2 separate regions of the Mus musculus genome follow, and region 1 is linked to region 2. Evidence: chromatin contacts called from public HiChIP or PLAC-seq data. All regions are on one chromosome and are shown on one strand. Each heading gives the region's core, a stretch centred on a gene start, on an enhancer-like site or on the middle of the called end of the contact. The rest is flanking DNA. Distances are from core to core; before and after follow the strand shown. Region 1 overlaps Btbd9 (BTB (POZ) domain containing 9). Region 2 has its middle 52 kb from the start of Ccdc167.

Region 1 (4,136 bases), core at 1,385-3,884, 750 kb before region 2:
GCTGCTGGAGCTTCAGATCTTACAGGGCTTTGGTTCCGTTTTTCTTTGTTTTCAAGGTTTCTCTGGGCTGGGCGTGGTGGTGTATACCTTTAATCCCAGCACTCGGGAGGCAGAGGCAGGCAGATTTCTGAGTTTGAGGCCAGCCTGGTCTACAAAGTGAGTTCCAGGACAGCCAGGGCTATACAGAGAGACCCTGTCTCAACCCCCCGCCCCCCCCCCCCCAAATTCTTTTTTCTCAAGGTTTCTCTGGTAAGTTTTATGTGCAGAAGAGACTGGTCTGCTCAGTTGGATTTAATATGACAGTCAAGTAAGTTTGTTGTTGTGTTGTGTACTGCCTTTTGGTTTTGTATTTATCTGGAAAATGTAACTGAGGATTCTTTTTTGGCCAAAGGAAAATTCTTTAGAGCTGGGATTATGGTCATTGTCACAGAGGGAAAACTGACAAAGGAGACCTGTTGTGCCAGTGGATGTCCTTAAGTCACTGCTGGCGCTGCTCCTGCCCCTGCTTTACCACTGTAAAAATGTGTCACTTAAATCCGCCTTGAGCCAGAGCAGCTCTCTCTCTCTCTCATTTGTGTGTGTATATTCCTTTAAAGAGATAAGCATCTTGACTTGAGTGAACTATACTTTTTAATATATATGTGTGTGTGTATAACATTACTCTGGAGGTCAGTCTGGAGATCTGAGGATTGAGACCATGACAGTGCAGTGCTACTGTAAAACAAAAGGCTTTTAATTCTAGGCTTATCTCACTGACTTACAAATGTACATGTTCCCAGAGAATACACACACGTATGCATGTGCTCACACATCTATGTACACATGTAGTTTGTCATCTTTGTTCTTGATGTTTTATAAGGGATGGCTACAAACAATACCCACTCCTGCATATATACCTAAAGGACTTTATTTAAGTCAACATAGGAGATATACTTGCACATACAGGCTTATTGCTGTGCTGTTTGCAGTAGCTAAAAAATGGAAGCAGTCTGAAGGTCTGTCAGCAGCCACATAATTGATGTGGTGCATAAACACAGTGGGGTTTGCTCAGCCAAAGAGAAGTGAAATAGTAACAGCCGCAGGAGGACAGACGAACTGGAAATCCTCACAGGAGGTGAAACAAGCCATCCTCCGAGACAAATGTCATTTGTTGCTCTTACAATGGCTATGTGCAGAAATATGCAAATGTAAGGGTGTGGCCATCTTAGTTTGTTTTCTATTGCTCTAATAAAACACCACGACAAAAAGCAACTTGGGGAGGAAAGGGTTTCTATCAGCTGACAGCTCTCAGGTTACCCTCCATCATCACTGGGGGAGTCTGGGAAGGAATGTGCAGGCAGGAATGAAGCCTAAGCCGAGGCCCTGGAGGAGTGCTGGCCCTAAGGCTTGCTCAGCTTGGCTTTTTTTGTTAAACCTAGGACCCATCTGCACAGGAGTGTGCTGCCCTCAGTGTGCTGGACCTCCTCTCACACCAGCCATTAATCAAGAAAATGCCCCCACAGAGTGTGTACAGGCCAATCTAATGGAGGTATTTCCTCAGTTGGGAGTTCCTCTTCCAGAAGACTGTATAGCTTGTGTTGACACAAGTTAACCAACACAGTAGGGGTAGGCCATGAGCTAGGAAGAGAGCTATATAAAGGGAAGAGGAGATCTTAAGAAAGGAGACCTCGAAAAAAGGTAGGTATGTATGAGTGAGTGTGTGTGTGTGTGTGTGTGTGTGTGTGTGTGTGTGTGTGTATGTATGGTAGTGGCATGTGAAGTGGAGCAAAGGAGTGTTACAAGTAAGAACAAAATGTTTGCAAACGTCACTTGCTCTGCATTGTAATTTTAAAAACTAACAAGATAAATCTGTTTAAAGCAAAAAAAAAGACAGGTATAGATGTGTGGGAAAGACCTCATTGCTTTATATAGTGGCACAGAATGCCTGAGTCTGATTGAAGGGTGCTGTTCTTTTTCTTTTTAAAATTGAATAGCCTGTGTTTCCTAGAACTCACTCTGTATGTAGCCCAGGCTGACCTCAGATCCACAGTAATTCCCCTGTTTCAGCTTTCCCAATGCTGTATTACACAGTGGAGAAGGGAAGAGCTAGGAAGACTGAAACCCAAGGAAAGGCTTGCTTTCTGTGGTCCGGTCAGGCTGACTGGCTGTGCATGTGGGCGTGCTCCACGCTGACTTTTTATGGTCCTTTTTTACCCTTTGCAGACAGCACTCCTGAATATCGTCTTAAGAGATTCGTTTGCTGCTCCTGAGAAAGATATTTTCTTAGCCTTGTTAAACTGGTGTAAGCACAATGCAAAAGAGAATCATGCTGAAATCATGCAGGCTGTGCGCTTACCTCTAATGAGCCTCACTGAGCTTCTGAACGTCGTGAGGCCATCAGGACTCTTGTCTCCGGATGCTATTCTTGATGCCATCAAAGTGCGGTCGGAGAGCCGGGATATGGACCTCAACTACAGAGGCATGCTCAGTAAGTACCTGCTCCCCTCCTCACCTAGGACTTTTGTTGGCATCATATGCTAGTTCTAGCTGCAGAGCTGTGGTGCAGGTCTGCAAAGCATATGTTGGGCCGAGAGCACAGAGCTCTGCTTCCTGTGGGTGTCTGTCTCTGCCATCTGTCCCAACAGGATGAGCTGCCACCAACCCAGCACAGCTATTTCCTGTCATTCTGGACACATTCTTTTATATGCTCCTCAGAATGTTGTAGACACTTTCCTGAAAGGTTGCTTGTCATTTCCTCCTTCCTTGACCAAGCCCTGTATCTAATTCTTTAGGTAGCACACATAGAGGTTCTAAGTAATGGGTGATGTTAATAACAGTATTTTGATTTTTCTTGCAAATGAAATAATAGTAATTGACAATTACAAAATGCTTTCTTTTTAAAAGATTTGTTTATTTTATGTACATGAGTGCTTAGTCTTCATACACCAGGAGGAGGGCATCGGATCCCATTACAGATGGACCTCTGAAAGAGCAGCCAGTGCTCTTAACCACTGAGCCATCTCTCCAGCCCTATAAAATGCTTTTTGTGTCATTGTGTTGGAAGGAGATTTGAATCACCATTCAAAGATTTCTATGATCTGGTTTAAACTGGCATGCAGACATTCTATTATGGGGCAGCATAAGCCTTCTGGGTGTACTCAGGGTCCCTCGGATACTCAGCTGTCTCTCTTAACCTCACCCATCTTCCAAACTGGTATTCACCCAATCACAGTGCCACTCCAGCTGACAGGGGTTTCTTGCCTTCTGCTCAATCATCCCATGGTGGTGCTCTCCTGGGTGATCTGGAAGAATTAAACTGGGTTCAGGAAGACGTGTGAGGAGGGAATTTAATCTGCACAACAGATACAGTGGAGTGATGGCTGAGCAGTGGGGAATAACAGAGGTATTGACTGGGTTCCAGGAAGGAAGATCTTGGTGCTAGCAGGATGTAAAACTGAGGATTACGTTTAGTGGATGTTACCACGGTTTTCTATATTAAGAAGCCAGAGATTCCAAGAGCCTATTATCTTAGGATAGTGAACAGTACCGGGTGAGCCCCAGCACCATCTACATTCTCAGAGTTAATGAGCAGAGTGCTCCTGAGAGAAGCTGAGCTTGCTTCTGTGCTGTTCTGTTGGAAGGTTTCTGATGTTTGTCAGTTCTGGTGAGGTTGACTGTTTCCTGGAGTGACTCCTCTGCTGACTGTTTCGGGACATTCCTGAAATGCTGGTGGGCCCTAAATAGATGTCCTCAGCCTGGTCTTATTTCCTGAGTTATCAGATCTAGATTTCTTTTCAAATGATAGTAGCTTTGTGGGTGCACATGCATATGTATGCACAACATGTTGGAGGCCAGAGGTGAACCTCGGTATTATTCCTTAGGAGTCATCCAACTTGATCTTGAGACAGGGTCTTTTACTGGGAGCTGGGACATGCTGAAAAGGCTGAGTGGCGACTGGACAGCAAACCCCAGGATTCGCCTGACCAGTGCTGGGATGTACAGTTGTGTGCCCTTAAAGTTGTGTGTAAACTGGGAGCAGGTTTGGGTCCTCAATGCTTGTATGGTAGCCACTTTGTAGACTGAGCTATCATCTCCCCAGTCCCTGGGCCAGGCAAGTTGGATTTTAAGGCCTGAATCAGTCAGTAGCTATGTGATCT
Region 2 (3,858 bases), core at 300-2,799:
AGTCTATGGGCCAAGGCTGGACTCCCAGCCTCCACTGTGGCTAAAGACCCTGTGGGGACCAGAGCTGACTGGCCAGGAGAAAGAACTGGGCCTGGATCAGAAGAGGCAGTGGGAAGAACCTGATAGGGTGGCTATGTCCCTGGGAGAAGTACCGCAGTGGGAGTGGGGAGTGTGAGGTCACAGACAGGACACAGGAGGCAGCAGAGGCAGATGTGGAGCAGCTGAGAGCATCTATGAGAAGCGCTGAAGGTGCCTGTGAAGTTGGCAACAGTACGTCATGCCTACTAGACATCTTATTAATGATCCAGTTTGGCAGGAAGCAGGGGTCGTTCCATCTGAGTCATTCAAGGACAGTTTAATGAGGGTGTGGGCTGGGAGGAGAGAAACCGGCGAGGGATGCTAACTGTCCAGCTAAAGTTTAAAGAGGGGTGCCCCCTCCCCGGCATGCAATCCGTTGGAGTAGTAGCGTCCCTTAAAACTAGAAAAGATGTGGATAGACTCTGAAGGGGATCTAACAATGTGTTTATTACATTTGTGTGTGTGTGTGTGTGTGTGTGTGTGTGTGTGTGTGTGTCTGCCTCTCTGTCTGTGCCTGCCTGCCTGCCTGCCTGCCTGCTAAGACATGGGCTTGGAGGAACAAAGACAACTTTGTAGGAGTTGGTTCTGCCCTTCCATTATGTGGTTCCTGGGACTTGACTTAGGCTGTCAGGCTTGGCGACAGGTGCCTTTACCCACAAAGTTATCTCTCTGGCCCCTTGAGAGGGACTTCTGGTTTTTCAGATCCAAGAAAAATGGAGGGGAGGAATCTTTTCCTCTTAGTCTGTGTCAGGCAGGGAAGAGGGACTTACTTCAATGGTCAGGGCCAGCCACAAAGATGCAACTTGTGCTGGTTCAGGACATGGTCCTGGCAGATGCCAGCTCTCCCCAGCACATCCACCCCAGACCGGCTCTGAACCCAGTTGGTAGGGGACCAGCATTCACAAGGCTTGGGTTCAATCTGCCATACTGCACAAACTACCGGCGTGGGATTACATCTGTAGTCCCAGCATTTAGGAACTCGAGGCAAGTGAATCAGAAGTTCAAGGTCATCTTCAGCCACCTAGTGAGTTCCAGGCCTGCTTGAGACACGTGATACCCTGTCCCAATCAAGCAATCAATATCAATCAATCAAACAGTAAGATCCTAGCCCAGGTAGGATCTTACAGTGACCACAGGCAGCATCATTAGTAAGATCGGGCATCGCCAAGGCCAACACCCTGTGGTCTCTTCCTCTCAGCATCCATCTACCTGACTGCGCACCCCTCCCTGGTAAGACCTGCCCCCTCTCATCCCAAAGGGAAGACCTGTGCTTCCCTGATGGTCCCAACAGCAAAGTTCTAAGTGGCCCCAGTTCAGGTCGCCATCCCCACCCCAGAGTGAATCATTCTGCCAGCAATATGGGGATCAGAAATGGAACCGGAAGTCGGTGAAAAAGCCACCTTAGGCTCCCTCGGGGAAGTGAGAGCAGCTGCAGAGGCAAGGCTGCTGGAGTTAGAGCCACACGCACCCCCATGTTTCACTGTGAAGAGAGGTGTGAGGGGGTGGGAGGAGGGGATGTCTTCGGTTTGCTCAAGGCTGGGTGTGTGTGTCAGAAACACAGCAGAGGGAAAGGTGGTTTATCAGATAAAGATTTAAAGATACATGCCGCCAAGTCCTGAACCGGCATGACTTGAGTTCAATCTCCAGGACCTACCCGGTGGAGGGAAAGGTGACTCCCAACAGCACAGACGCACACACAAACATGAAATTTTAAATAAAATCTAAAGGACACAGAGATTTGTACTCTTCCTCATACACGTTGGGTACACGTACATGATTAAGTAAACATATGAGATCTTGTATCAGACAGGGTAGGCCAAGTTACACTGCAGTAAGGAGTCAGATCAAACCGCCAAGTTCAGTTCTGGCTCACGCTTCAGGCCCTCCTGGGCTTGGCTCATCATAAACAGCCCCAGGACCCAGGCAGGCTGTCGGAAATGCTACAGCTCACACCTGCGGGGCCGGGGCGGGAAGTGGGGGGGGAGGAGACATGATCTTGCATGCCTCTGAGACACAAAAGTAAATTCTACTGGCTAAGAATGCTGATTGGCCAGAACTGGTCACATGGCCCTTCCAACCACAGGGGTAGTCAGGAAGTGCTACCTAGAGGCTGGGAGCCCCAGCGAGTTCTCAGCAAATTGTATCAATGACTGTCATGCCTACATATAATTGGCTTATGTATGTGTACTTACATGCATGCATGCATGCACACACAGGCTCTCTCTTTTCTCTCATACACACATACACATGCACACACACAGACTCGCGCACTCACACACACACATCCCATGGTCATAGACTTATGTCAACTCCCTTTGCCCAGCCATCAATGTCGAAAGTCCCTAGCGAGGTGCCTGCTGTCATGGACACCTGCACCCACATTTTGTCCTGACTGCTGCCTTCAGCTCTTCTGCCTGGTTCTCGGGGCCCCACCATTCATCTCTGCTCTGGGTTCATTCTTCCAGTCTCCCTTCCCTGGTGGTCCTCCCCTGTGGTCCTCCCCTTCTGCCAGGAGGAGGTAAAGGGGACAGCTGTGTGTTTATGCAGTGATACTGCACCACCGACACTTGCTTCAGGTTTCTGGCTGGGGTGTTAGAATCCCCTCCCTTTCTCTTCACTTGCCTTGTGAGCTCTCTAAGCACGAGCTGGTGACAAACAGAGGGGCTGTCTCAGCTAGAAGGGCAAGGGGGTGAGACCCAGAAGATGTGGGGGTGCAAACAGAGCAGGCAGGGACAAAGAGAGCCAAGACGCAGAGTGCAGAGGCAGGGGAGACATCTCAGTGGGTAAAGTGTCTGCCGCACAGGCAGGAAGGCCCGAGCCCGAATCCCCAGCGAGCATGAACATCTCCAATCCCAGCGTTGGGCAGGGCCAGAGGCATGAGGACCAGGCTGGCCAAACTGGTGAACTTCCCAGAGAGCCAGAGAGCTTCTCTCCCAAAACCAAGTGGGGAGCAATGGGGTAACTCACCGAATACCTGGGCCCCATGCACGTGTGCACGCAAACACGACGAAGGCTGGAGAGATGGCTCAGCGGTTAAGAGCACCAACTGCTCTTCTGAAGGTTGTGAGTTCAAATCCCAGCAACCACATGATGGCTCACAACCATCCGTAATGAGATCTGACGCCCTCTTCTGGGTTGTCTGAAGACAGCTACAGTATACTTACACATAATAAATAAATAAATCTTTAAAAATAATAATAAATCATATAGTGCAGCAGAAAGACTCGGTAACGCAGACAGACAGCATGTGGGGGCCAGAGGACAACTCGAGGGAGCCAGTTTTCACGGGTTCTGCAGGCTGAACTCAAATTGTGATGCTTGCCTGCAAGCTCCTGTACCCACTGAGCCATCTCGTCAGCCCTAGGATGAACTGAAAAGTAGAGAGGAGGTGTGGCCCTTTCCAAGCAAGCAGCAGAGATTTGAGGCTGGGGGTCTGCTTGAGGCACAAGCAGGGGTTTCCTTGGAGATCTTTCTGTTGGAGGAGTCGGCTGGGGTCTGAGCTGTGTGGTACCCCAACTGCTTATGCCTCAACTCTAGGGCCTGCTTGTGTGTGACTGTCCTCTGAGCCAATCACTCACCATCTTGAGGAGTTCAGCTATACCTGCTTATAAAGGCTCATCCCAGCTGGATTTGCTGTTTGTGCCCCCCACAGGGGTTGGGGAGGGTCATGAGACCCTCGCCTGAGTATTTGGCCCGTTGTACGTAATTCTGTTCTAACTGTATGTGGCCTTGGGACAGAGCTAGAGTGTACACAGGCTAGGGAAGACTAGGGAAGTGGAA

What was found. HiChIP or PLAC-seq counts read pairs in DNA pulled down with a chosen protein or histone mark.
Region 1: a contact with region 2 is called in an H3K27ac HiChIP or PLAC-seq map of T-cell acute lymphoblastic leukemia, with 8 times the contacts expected there. The contact joins two enhancer-like sites. A contact is called at or near these places in 1 of 484 Hi-C or Micro-C datasets (nephron progenitors) and 2 of 115 datasets of contacts at active chromatin or transcription factors (T-cell acute lymphoblastic leukemia and embryonic basal ganglia).

Annotation. Positions count from the first base shown.
Region 1 is chr17:30,523,044-30,527,179 of GRCm38.p6, reverse strand. It overlaps Btbd9 (BTB (POZ) domain containing 9), which reads left to right. Exons shown (of 11, transcript NM_027060.1): 4 at 2,203-2,467. Among named protein-coding and RNA genes, the nearest start is that of Btbd9, 51 kb to the left of the region's middle. Within about 2 kb of position 2,634, at least 45 of the 459 cell types and tissues checked have an H3K27ac peak or open chromatin away from gene starts, as enhancers often do. A contact at or near this core is called in T-cell acute lymphoblastic leukemia, where this site is marked.
Region 2 is chr17:29,767,547-29,771,404 of GRCm38.p6, reverse strand. No RefSeq gene overlaps it. Among named protein-coding and RNA genes, the nearest start is that of Ccdc167, 52 kb to the right of the region's middle. Within about 2 kb of position 1,549, at least 83 of the 459 cell types and tissues checked have an H3K27ac peak or open chromatin away from gene starts, as enhancers often do. A contact at or near this core is called in T-cell acute lymphoblastic leukemia, where this site is marked.